3 separate regions of the Sus scrofa genome follow, and all the other regions are linked to region 2. A link is a contact called in public HiChIP or PLAC-seq data. All regions are on one chromosome and are shown on one strand. Each heading gives the region's core, a stretch centred on a gene start, on an enhancer-like site or on the middle of the called end of the contact. The rest is flanking DNA. Distances are from core to core; before and after follow the strand shown. Region 1 has its middle 5.5 kb from the start of BATF. Region 2 overlaps TMED10 (transmembrane emp24 domain-containing protein 10). Region 3 has its middle 32 kb from the start of BATF.

Region 1 (4,171 bases), core at 633-3,132, 320 kb after region 2:
TTTGCCTTTTCCCACCTTCTTTCCTGACCATAAGGCTCTCTCAGCCGCCTCTCAGGGTTGTGGGGGGCGGGGAAGAGGCAGGGGGGATAAAAAGTGATTTGGTTCAGGCCTCACATTCCCAAAGCCCTCAGATTCCCTCCTTATGTGCAAATGAGGTCATATATTCAGCCAGAAAGACTCAGCCAGGCCGGGAGAAGAGGGGATAAACCCAGCATGGAAGTTACTTCCCACTGCCTGTAAGTATCAGTGCACCAAAAACTCCTAACGGCATAAATCCCATAATTACCCGGTTCTAGTGCAAACACACTGCTTCATCTCTTTGTGGTGCAGTGGGTTAAGGATCCAGCGTTACTGCCGTTGTGGCAAAGGTCGTGGCTCTGGTTTGGTTTCAATCCATGGCCTTGGAATTTCCATATGCTGTGCAGCAAAAAAAAACCAAAATAAACAAACAAAAACAAAACCAAAAAAACCTGCGTGTGTGTATATATGTGTGCATGTGTGTGTGTGTGTGCATGTGTGTGTGTACACCATAATTCTTGTTACCTCATCTTGATATATCTTCATTTTACAATCCAGTTGGCTATTAAACAACGGAGTGGCCCTTCTCTTGACAATGAGAGCTCTTGCTCCCTTCCTGCTGCTCCATGAGGGGCAGGTGAGAAGGATGGATGCTGGAAGCCGCTCGGATGATCACCCCAGGAGCTGCCTTGGCCTGTGGTCAGCATGGCTACACCCACAGGCTAAACCAGGTCCAAAACCTGGGGACTCGGAAGCTACATGGAGCAAACACATCTGTTCAGAGGTTTCCTAAACGTTGACAGGGTTTGTGAGGTCACCAGGTCGAGACTGATGGGGAAACCGTTGCTTTGGGGTGCATGGTGTTCAATCCAGTGGTTTTTACCTGGGGCCATTTTGATGCCCGTCCCCACAGAATGCCTGGCAAGGTCCAGAAACATTTTGTGATTTTTGTAACGGGGGAGATTTACTGGCACCTAGTGGGTAGAGATCAGAGACGTTGCTAAACATCCTACAATGCACAGCATAGCCACCCAATAAAGATTTATCCACCTGAAATATCAAAATACCAAAGTCTGGCTTTAACCCTTTGGGGCCAGCACATTTGCGGCTGCCATTCCCTCCTAAGAAGTTTCCTATCTGGGCTTGAGGCTGGAGAGGGCTGGATGACAGGTCTTGCCAAGGCCCTTGGGGGAATTTCCCTACCGGCCCCTGGCCACCCACTCTGGCCCTTTTGCTGGAGGACTCTGCCCTCAGGTAAATATTTTCCCTACTTGTTTGGGAAACTTTAACAAAAATCCCCTTTAACCATCTCGTAAGCAATTGAAGACTTGCCATTCTGCGCTTTGTGCTTTTACCATCAAAAAAAAAAAAAAAAAAAAAAAATTAAGAAAGCTAGGGGATTTTTATTATTTTTGTTCAAATAACTAAAAAGTTGCAGTCAACCCTTAAGATGTCAAAGCTGGCACCTTCAGCAAAGTGCTCAGATGGAGCTCGGAAAAAAGAGTGGGTTTGGTGTCAAGGCCTGCACGGTCTAGATGGGAGGGGTGAGAAGCCAGGAATTCTGACCTGGGTGGGGCAGCCTGGAAGGGTGGGCAGCAGCTGACGGGAAGGCCTGCCGCCCCCCGCCTCCAGCCACCAGTGAGGGGCCCTTGGGGACCCGGGGGACATTTGCCTGCACACTCAGGAAATTCTTCTTTCCTCTTCCTGGGTTTCGTCTTTACTAACTAGAGAGCCGGCTATCAGGGAATGGGAGGTGAAAAGCTCTGGGAAAGTGAAACTGCGTTTCGGAGGAAAAGACAGAGGCCCGAAAGGCAGCCGCGGCCCCAGGCGCCCGCAGGTGGCACCTGAGAGCCTGTGAAGGGAGGAGGCGAGGGAGCGCTCCCGACCCCTCCTGACCCTTGTGCCCCCGCCCAGCTCCCCGCACCGGGCCCTGGCCGGACCCGCGCTGGCGGACCGGGACCCCGGGGATAGTGCACACAGGTTGGGCACTAGCTCCAAGCGGGTGGGGAAAGTAGATCCGGAGCCGCTTCACCCCAGGGAGTTGAGGCCTCTGTGTCCCAGAGCAGGTGAAAGAGAAAAGAACCGAGGTGGAAACGAGCTGGGCCTGGAAACGACTGAACTCTGAGGCCACGAAGGGCCGCCTCCCGGAGAAAGGTGCTCCATCCCAGGGCTTTTGTGGCTTTGTGTTAAAACTACCCCCTGGGGAGCTTTTAAAGAGTTCTTCTGAGCGCAGACCCATCAAACCAGAATATCCGAGGGCGACCCGAGCAATTGAGTTCCTTTCTTCTTTTTGGCCTTGGGAGATGGTGCACCTCCTTCCAGGGATGGCAGTGTGACTTCCGAAATGACAGTTCTGAAGGAAAAATACCTAGTCCTGTAGTGGGTCCCCCGCCCCCACGCCCCGGGAACACATCACAGACATTCAGGAAGTTTCTGCTTTGAACTGTTCCTCAGTTTCAACCCATTTTCTTAACGATTTGGTCAGAGCTGGAAATGAGCTGATTCAGCAGGGGCTGGAGTGAAGTTTGTATTTCTGATGGCACTGGGGCACAGCCAAGATGTGAAGACACATCTAGGCTGATGTGAAGACAGCAAGTTTGTGGTACTTTTAAAAACACCCTCAGGAGTTCCCGCCGTGGCTCAGCGGTAACGAACGTGACTAGGACGCGGGTTCGATCCCTGGCCTTTCTCAGTGGGCTAAGGATCCGGCGTTGCCGTGAGCTGCGGTGTAGGTCGAAGATGTGGCTCAGATCCTGCGTGTCTGTGGCTGTGGCGTAGGCTGGCGCCGGCGGATACAGCTCCATTCAACCTGTAGCCTGGGAACTTCCATATGCCCCTGGGGTGCGGCCCTAAAAAGAAAAAGGAAAGAAAAAAAAAAAAAAAAAACCACCATCAGATTTTCCATTACCTTAAGAAGCCCATTTGCCTACAATGTATCCTGCTAATTTTAAACAAGGCTGACCCAATAGGCACTTGCATTATGATACTATTTAATTATTTAGGCCCTGCCTGTGGCATGGGGGAGTTCCTGGGGTCAGGGATTGAGCCTGCAGCACAGCAGTGATCCCAAGCCATAGCATGACAACATCAGATCCTAAACCACTGGGCCACCAGAGAACTCCATGATACTAGTTATTTAAACAATAAAATACAGATAGGCAGATATCTACTGCCCTAAATTCTTGGAGCTCCCCCTTCCCGCCACTTTTCTTCTCTCCCCCTTCAGGACCACCCCTTCTCCCACCTCCCACAACCAGCAACTCCCACCTCCCACCTCCCACCTCCAGCCAGGTTATTGGCTTTCAAAGAATTACATTACCATACAGGATGCTTCTTTCTCACATAATTGGTGAAAATGCCTATCAGCTTATCACAGGAAAATTTTTTAAAGTGTCAATGTCTCCAGTACTGTATTATAAATGTGAGTGTAATAGTGTATGCCATAAAAATGTTATGATTCATTCATTCATGTACCATGAAACAATCGTATTGATTACACAAAGCTACCACAGAGCAATCATATTGTTGCTTGTTATCAAAACATGAGTCCTTACACCTGTCAATAAATGTGAATTTCTCTTTCACATTGTCTTTTCACTTTTGATATCTAGTGTTAGTAATACATAGAATACCTACAGTGTTTTATAGCACATAAGACATGGTTGATGTAGGTACTGACAATTCATCTTGTAAACAGTGACACAAACATAACAGTATCGATAAATACAGTACAGTTCTGTAAACATAGTTTATCTTCTGTATGATTTCTTTATAACACATTCTTTCTCCTAGCTTACTTTATTATAAGAATATCTTATATAATACATATCATATACAAAATATGTGTTAATCAACTGTTTATGTTATCAGCAAGGCTTTCAGTCAATAGTAGGTTATTAGTAAGGTTTGGAGGGAGTCGAAAGTTATATGGGATTTTTGACTACATAGGGGTCAGCACCCCTAACTCAAGGGGTCAACTCAAGGGTCAACTCTACTTACCTCTGTGACTGATGGGAGAATTCAGTGAGTCATGTTATGTGCCTGGCACATAGTGACACACGGCAAGGGTGTTGAGTATAGTTGTACAAACTCCTCACTGTTCAAGAGCCCCAATCTTGGACGTCAAATAGGGGCTTACCAGACTCTGCCTTTT
Region 2 (4,376 bases), core at 295-2,794:
TATGTCAGACAACTCCTTCTGGTGGGGTAATAATTGCTTTCATTCCCACAACTGTAAGATTAGACAGTAAGTCCCTGAAGACAGCTGTTCTAGTTCAGAGACCAGAAACGAAAAAGAAATGGCTTAATTCACATACTGATTCTACAGAGATGTTCCCCTCTGAGGGGCAAATGATAGTGGCGAAAGGTCTTAAAATACAACAGAGAGAACCAAGAGTGCTTTATGTCTCAGGACATAAACATTCTTTCTCTTTAAAAATTTCAAACTACAAAAAAGACTATGCTTCTCATCACAAAATAACAACCGTTCTGCCTTTAAATAAGATCACCTTACATTCTGTACTGTTTTTATAGAAGTTACAGGCATTAACTAATCCTCCATAACAACTTAGTAGGTAGCGTAGTGCTCTGCCCAGCTATTAAGACACTGATTACTACTGAATTTTTTTTTTTTTTTTTGCTTTTTAGGGCTGTACCCGCAACATATGGAGGTTCCCAGGCTAGGGGTCTAACTGGCGCTGTAGCCGCCGGCCCTAGCCACAGCCACAGCCACACCATATCCGAGCCTCGTCTGCAACTTACACCACAGCTCACGGCAACAACGGATCCTAAACCTGCTGAGTGAGGCCAGGGATCGAACCTGCAACCTCACGGTTCCTAGTCGGATTCGTTTCTGCTGCACCACAACGGGAACTCCACTACTGAATTTTAAAGGACCACGTGGGATTTTAGAATTATGAAGTCCGCAAATGTGAGGAGAGAGATGCTGAATGAGAAAAAAATTAAAAGAAACGTACCACTTTCCTGAATTTAAATACCGACACAGAAGGGCTCCATCCTCTGGAGATAAAGGCTCTCCTTTGCCTCAAGGGCCTGAAACTAAATGCTTCGAAACCTCTACTTATGCTCAGTGCTCTCTGGTAATTAACCAAGGAACAAGTGCTTTCTATTATTCATGTTCTTGTCATAGGCATTAGCCCAGAGACAAGTAACAGATATTTTTTTAAAAAAAATTTTAGGTAGTTCCCGTTGTGGTGCAGCAGAAACGAATCTGACTAGGAACCATGAGGTTGTGGGTTTGATCCCTTGCTTCTCTTATCAGGCTAAGGATGTGGCGTTGCCATGAGCTGTGGTATAGGTCACAGAGGTGGCTCAGATCCCACACTGCTGTGGCTGTGGCGTAGGCCAGCAGCTGTAGCTCCGATTTGACCCCCAGCCTGGGAATGTCCGTATGCTACAGATGCAGCCCTAAAAAGTGGGGGAAAAAATTTACTATAGGTGATTTACAATGTTCTGCCAATTTTTGAGCAAGGTTAAGGGAACCTAGCCACAGACTGAGAAAAGGGCTGGGTTTTGGCCTATGTCAAAACCACTTCCTTTCTGCCTCAGTCTGATCTGCTTTTTTGGGGGGTGGGGGAATGGGGAGGTAGGTCACTGAAGAAAGTATTGGGAGGAGTTTCTTGGTTAAGAAAAAGACTTTAGAGCTGTGTTGTAACCATGTGCGTAAAGAAAGGCTTAGGACGCGACAGACTTCCGAAGCAGGAAGCAGGCAAAGGAAGCACTGTGGTTTCCTTTCTGCTAGGGATTCCCCTCCTGGGTTAAGTAAAAGGTCAGGAAAAATAAAGGACTTTTCCCAGTGTTAACAAAGTCCAAGGATGATGGCAATTCCAGGAGGTATAGGTTCTAAAATGCTATCTGACAGCCCACATCATTCTATATGTAAACTCACCATAATACCATCTATTTTAGAGAAGAACAAACTATGTCTAATATAAACCAAGTGTCCTGTTATTTAATATATAACACCTACTGATGGCCATCATATTAGAGGGGAAAAGTCACAAAAGGCAAAATTCCACATAAAAGCAACTCAATGAATGCTTGCCTAGAGAATTGTCTGAGGTGGATGATACAGCAGCAGTACTCAAAAACTGAAAATCATTTCACCTACTCTTCTACCTCATAATAATATAACATTTTTCTTAGTGTTTTAGACCTTACAACAGCACTTTAACATATTATATTGTTTAAATATAATCAGGATTCTCCTGAATCATAAACACTTAAAAGGATTTTTCGATTTACTCCTAAATTCATCAGACAAAGAGGCTCTTGCTTTAACTCTTTTAACTAAACTATCCTGAAGCCAGAAACAAGCAAGAGTCTCCACTAGGAACTGTCTTCCACTCACAGCTCCATCAATTGCTCCTGTTTCCTGCCTACAAATAACTCAGTCTAGTTTTGTTCAACTGAACCCATGAACTAGGAAAAAGAGGCAAGACCTGGAGAGCTGCAATTATTGCAGTACTACTTCCTGTTGAAGAAGCAGCCAGTGGCTTCCAGTCTTCTTCCATTTTAGGATATTTCCCTTCTAAGTTCTGACCAAAGATAGAACAATTTCTCCCGCTCCATCATTTCTAGAGAATTTGCTTAAATCACTTAAAGCAACTTTCCTTTGTTTATTCAGTTTACCTTCTTCAAAAGCCATTTGTATTTCCTACACCCCATCTTTTCTTCATGCCTTCGGGTACTGTTGTAGAAAGACTCTGATCTGGGTAAAAACATGCTAATCTTTCTATAAAGATCAATCCTCCAATCTTAAATAGTTCTTGTGGTTTTTCAAAGGTGCTCTTCATTTGAAGAGCCTTTTTTGTGCTGCCTCCAGAGTCTCTCATGAAAGGGATAGGAAGGGCTCAGTCCCCCTTCCCCTTATTCTATGCACACTTCCACCTTCCTACCACCCAAATAAAGGTCTGTTTTTGTTCTCTACGATACTTCTGGTTAGCAAAAATCCTAATCTCGGAGTTCCTGCTGTGGCGCAGTGGAAGCAAATCTGACTAGGAACCATGAGGTGGGTTCGATCCCTGGCCTCACTTGGTGGGCTAGGGATCTAGCGTTGCCATGAGCTGTGGTGTAGGTCACAGATGTGGCTCAGATCTGGCGTTGCTGTGGCTGTGGGGTAGGCTGGCAGCTGTATCTCAGATTCAATCCTTAGCATGGGAACGTCCATTCGCCGAGGGTAAAAAAGCAAAACAAAAACAAAGCAAAACAAAACACACCTAATCTCTTGCAGTTTTTCTTCCATCTTGCTCTCTTTCTGAAAAATTTGAAATTGAAATTATTTTAACTAAAAGCTACTTTTGACTACTACATTTCTCAAAGACAGCACAGTTGTTCAAGTCTAAATAGCAATGAATCCATGCCCTAGTTTTATACATAGCTGTCACTCTGGGAATAAAAGCCATAGGGATTAAAACCAAATCACTTCTCTTAACCTTGAACATTAACATATAAATGAATTCCGGCTTTAAAAAATTACAACTATATATCTGGTTTCTGTCTCAAGAGCACTAATAGCATATACTTAAGTGTTTCATCATACCAACATTTCTATGGGACAGTTGGTCCAGTCACTTGGCTGACAGCACAGCCAGAATTATTGTTCAAGGCTGTTAACATAACTTTTTATATCAAGCTGGTTGTCACATGACTGCTGAGAAAACCACAGCCTTCTGGGCAAAGCACAGCCTGCTGGCCTGACTAGGTCACAGAAACCTCACAGACCAGCATGCTGCTGCCTCTACTGGCTGTTACAGCAGGACATACCTCTTCGTAATTTTTTGCCTCCACTCCATGCTTCATGTCTAGGATCACGAGTTGGTCAGGTATCCGCCCTGTTCCTGAGAAAGAAATCAAAGGATTCATTGTGCGGAATATTTAAAATTCCGGGAAATCACCCACCCACCCTCTCTCTCCCTCCCTAACCCCTACCCTCTCAATAGAGGGAAATAGCCTCAACTCCTCCCCCTACTCAGCTGCAGAAAATTCCTGGCTCTGGCTAAAAATCACAAGCATTCCAGACAAAGCCTCTATCTGTGAGGGGGGCCAGAAAGCAACGAGAACACGCTGCTGGCAAACATCTCTGAGGGAGCAGCACACAAGATATGTAGTTGGCACCACAGAGGAATAGAACCAGAGAAGAGAAAACACACTGGCTTATTGGATTAGGAAATAAAACTCCAAAGTCAAAACATCATACAACTGACTGGCATACAAACCCGGAGGTAGTGGGCACCAGCTTAGGCCGAAAAGTACATTTCCACATCTAAAAAGGCTGACCCATGAAATTCTGAGAGAAGGATTACTGCATACACGCTAAGCCTGAATTTACTTAATACAAATACAAGTACTGAAAAGACCACAGCATTTATCTAATATTTTATAGGACTAAAGTATTTTGGTCAATGTAAGGCCATTTCAATAAGTAAACAAAATGTTATAGAACTAGTCCCACAAAACCCTTACAAGAGAAGAGCCCAAGAAGAAACTTGACAAAAAGAGTACAGTTCTTGGAGATACTTCTTAAAAGAGGAATGT
Region 3 (3,797 bases), core at 1,228-3,727, 300 kb after region 2:
TAAATTAAATCGAAGGAAGCCTTCTTTAAATTCTATTGTGCTTTATGATTGGTAATATTATATATTGTTGCAGGATTTCACCTTTACTTAAAATCCAGCCATGGCTCCTGGTGGCCTTGCCTGGTGTGGCTTTTGGGGCCGTCCTCCGGGCTCCCTCTTGCTCTGGCTCCTCTCACTCCATGCTCCAGCCAGACTGGAGAGCAGACACCTTCCCCAGACTCTTCCAGCTTGTTTCCCTTGGTCCACCCCTAGAATGTCCAGCATCCTCTGAGACAGGACTCTGAGAACACACGACCAGGAAGGGATGGAGTTGATTCAGAACCAGATTGGCCTCACTCCAGAGCACATGCCAAAGAGAATGCCCTTGGGGATCTGTGGGGTCCCAGCAGTTCCTGAGAACGAAGCGAGTGTGATCAATCCAGGCAGTGTGATGGTCCTTCCCTTCACCTGGTGAACCCCTGTGTCCCCTTTAAGACGCAAGTCAAGCACCACTGCACTTTCAGTGGGTTTTTTTAGATTTGACACTCACTTAATAATGATCAAGGGGGTGGCCGTGTAAGGATGCTGATGCTTTGCTTTGGAAAGAGATGGTCACACCCCAGGACACAGGAACGATGTGGGGGCCCTGCGTCTGCAGAGAACAGCCCTGCCCATGGCCGCTGCCTGGATTCCCACCATCGTGGTGCTTCTGTCTGGGGTAAAAGGAAGATGAGTTGCTGTGGAGCCAGGAAGTGGTGACTCCTTAAGCCTTGTCACTCCTTCACACCTTCAGCATGATTCATTCTGATGAAATTCAACGAACTCTGAGCACCTGCTCACCACCCAGTGGAGTCATTTTCATTAGAAAGCTCCACGGCTCCCCTCCCCCAAGATTCAGGATGCTTAGACCCAGACTGTGAAGACAGCCAGCAGAGTGACCAGTGGACCTCAGATGACACTGCTTCTGCTCCAGCCACCCCTCACCTCTGTGCTGGGTGCTGTGGAGACTGGCCATCTGGGGCCTCACAGGTGAGCAAGTGAGAGACACTTGGGCAGAAAGGATCACACACACGTGCACACACACACACACACACACACATTTTCCCTTGCTGAGTTTAAAAGTGGATCACTAATATGTGTGATTCACTTTATTGCAGGGTCTGGAACCAATCTCACAATGCCAGGATCCTGATAGCAGTTTCATTAAGCCAAAATATAGGTAAATGTATATCTATGTGTGTATGTATATATTTAAATCTATCTGTTTCTACATCTACCCGGAAAGATATTCATTAAAATATTAACCTAGGGCAATTTTTCTCCCAGGGGTGGGATTATAATAGTTTGATCAATAGGTTTCCATATTTTCCAATTTTTCTGCCATTACCATGTGTTAGTTACATTATCTGAAGAACAAGGTCAAAGCCCATTCTCTTCCTTTCTTTTTTTTAAAAAAATGTTATTGGTGTGTAGGTGACTTACAACATTGTGTTTGTTTCAGGTGTACAGCAAAGTGAATCAGCCATACCCATACATATATAGCCATTCTTTCTTTCAGATTCTTTCCCCACAGAGGCCATCAGAGTACTGAACTATGCAGTAGGTCCTTGCTACAGATCGACTTTGTATATAGTAGTGAGTATATGCCAATCCATCCCTCCCCTCCTTTGGTAACCCTAAGTTTGGTTTTGAAATCTTTGAGTCTGTATCTATTTTGTGAATAAGTTATTTTGCATCCTTTTTTATCAGATTCTACCTATTAGTGATCTCGTATGATATTTTTCTTTCTCTGTCAGACTTACTTCATTTGTATGATAATCTCTATGTCCATCCATATTCCTGCAATGACATTATTCCATTCTTTTCTTATGTCTGAGTAATAGTTCATCATATGTATATGTACCACAACTTCTTTATCCAATCCTCTATTGATAGACATTTAGGCTGCTTCCATGTCTTGGCCATTGTCAATAATGCTGCAATGGACTTCCCATGAGGCTCACACCATTCTCTCTTAAATGGCTGAGGATTCCATGTCTAGGGGGTGCTTTTTGGGTGATGAAGGAGGCCCTTTCTCATTTTTCCTCTCTACCTCCCATCCTTTGAGGGTGGTTCTAGGAGAACCTCAAATGGACTCTGCTTTCTCGGACCAGTGTCTTTGCTGCCCTCTGGTGGTCATTTGAGACCTCAGCAAGTCCAATGACCAAAACCCTTTTAAGGGACTTATTCCTTTTATCAGCTACTCCCATTGCATGCAGAAGTTTCTGGGCCAGGGATCGAACCCAAGCCATAGCAGCAACCTGAACCACTGCAGTGACAACCCCAGATCCTTAACCCACTATGCCACAAGCGAACTCCCAAATTTGCCTTCTTAAGGCTCATTTCTTTGAACCCTCTCCCTCTCCCGCCCCCACCAAGGCTGAGCATCCTTACTACACTGGATGACTTGCTCCAGTGTAAGCTTCTTTAAGGCTCTTGTGAAAGGAGTTTCCACTGTAGTGCAACAGGATCAGCAGCGTGGAGCACTGGGATGAGACATGATCCCCAGGCAGGCACAGTGGCTTAAGGATCCAGTGTTGCTACAGCAGCAGCATAGGTGGCAATGGTGGCTCAGATTTGATCTGATCCCTATATGCATGCCACAGAGTGGCCGAAAAAGAAGAAGAAGGAGAAAGAGGAGAAGATTAAGAATTAGAGGAAGAGGAAGGGGAAGGAGAAGAAGAAGAAGCTCTTGTGAAAATGTCAATTTTGTGAAAGCAAGAGCCCCTTGGCCTTGATTACACAGCCAGAGGGCTTGAGTTTCATCAGTGGAAGGGCACTGGAGCATGCTCACCTGCTTCTTTCTAATAGTTGATCAAAGCAGTATATGGTTTTGGTCAGTATCATTACTGCAAAAGCCACCAGCACACCTGCTGAAACGCAAAAAGACGGTGCTTCTCACAGTCCGAGAACACTCTGAACTCCTACAGAATAACAATCAGTTAAGGCTGGTTCCAGGGCCCCCACCCTGGGACGCTTTGAGATTGTGTGGCTTTAGGCAAATTGTGTCACTTCTCTGTTCCTTCATCTGTAACAAGGAATCATTACCATACCTGCCTGGATTTAAACCCTGATCTACCACTTATCACTTGAACACATTACTTAACACCTCTGTGCCTCAGTTTCTTCATCTATAAAATGGAGGGGTGGGGCAACAGTGCCTAATTCATAGGGCTGGGAGGATAGAATTCATCAATACATGCGAATGATTAGATCAGTGCCTGGAATATAATTAGTTCTCAATAAATTTTGATTTTCATTGTTACTGTTACCAGTTACCAAAGTATATTAAGTTAAATGTCATTGTAAGAATACTTACAAACCCTTACATAAAGGGATTTACTATTTAATAAGCCTTTTATGTCTTAGAAACCATTCTAGCTGCTATTTATTTAATAGTTACTGCAACTGTTCAAGGAAGATGTTATCTTCCTTTTATAAATGAAGAAGCTAAGATTCAGAGAGATTAAGCAATTCACACAAGGTCACACAGCTAGGAAACATAGAACCAGAGTTTAATTTCATTGGTTTGGCTCTGGAGCCTCTGTTCTTTCCTGTCTGATTGCCTGCTGCCTTCGAGGTTAGCTCGTTTTTATTAATTTGGAATACTTTACCCCCACTCTATTCAGTTTTAAGTTAAGGTAATGCTAGTTGCCACAACAGATAAACCCAAATCTCTGTGGCTTTGGGTAATAGAACTATATTTCTCATCAATGCAATAACTCATGAGAGCATTCCCCTTTGGTGGCGGGTCTTCCACATGGTGATTCAGGGACCCC

Evidence for each region. HiChIP or PLAC-seq counts read pairs in DNA pulled down with a chosen protein or histone mark.
Region 1: a contact with region 2 is called in an H3K27ac HiChIP or PLAC-seq map of alveolar macrophages. The contact joins two enhancer-like sites. A contact is called at or near these places in 2 of 5 promoter capture datasets (fetal skeletal muscle and liver) and 1 of 2 datasets of contacts at active chromatin or transcription factors (alveolar macrophages).
Region 3: a contact with region 2 is called in an H3K27ac HiChIP or PLAC-seq map of alveolar macrophages. The contact joins two enhancer-like sites. A contact is called at or near these places in 2 of 5 promoter capture datasets (fetal skeletal muscle and liver), 17 of 47 Hi-C or Micro-C datasets (alveolar macrophages, embryonic fibroblasts, fetal heart ventricle and 10 more) and 2 of 2 datasets of contacts at active chromatin or transcription factors (alveolar macrophages and skeletal muscle).

The regions. Positions count from the first base shown.
Region 1 is chr7:98,662,664-98,666,834 of Sscrofa11.1, forward strand. No RefSeq gene overlaps it. Among named protein-coding and RNA genes, the nearest start is that of BATF, 5.5 kb to the right of the region's middle. Within about 2 kb of position 1,883, at least 38 of the 83 cell types and tissues checked have an H3K27ac peak or open chromatin away from gene starts, as enhancers often do. A contact at or near this core is called in alveolar macrophages and liver, where this site is marked.
Region 2 is chr7:98,338,162-98,342,537 of Sscrofa11.1, forward strand. TMED10 (transmembrane emp24 domain-containing protein 10) reads right to left here. Exons shown (of 5, transcript XM_001926711.5): 3 at 3,606-3,679. Among named protein-coding and RNA genes, the nearest start is that of NEK9, 18 kb to the left of the region's middle. Within about 2 kb of position 1,545, at least 30 of the 83 cell types and tissues checked have an H3K27ac peak or open chromatin away from gene starts, as enhancers often do. A contact at or near this core is called in alveolar macrophages and liver, where this site is marked.
Region 3 is chr7:98,636,679-98,640,475 of Sscrofa11.1, forward strand. No RefSeq gene overlaps it. Among named protein-coding and RNA genes, the nearest start is that of BATF, 32 kb to the right of the region's middle. Within about 2 kb of position 2,478, at least 1 of the 83 cell types and tissues checked has an H3K27ac peak or open chromatin away from gene starts, as enhancers often do. A contact at or near this core is called in alveolar macrophages, where this site is marked.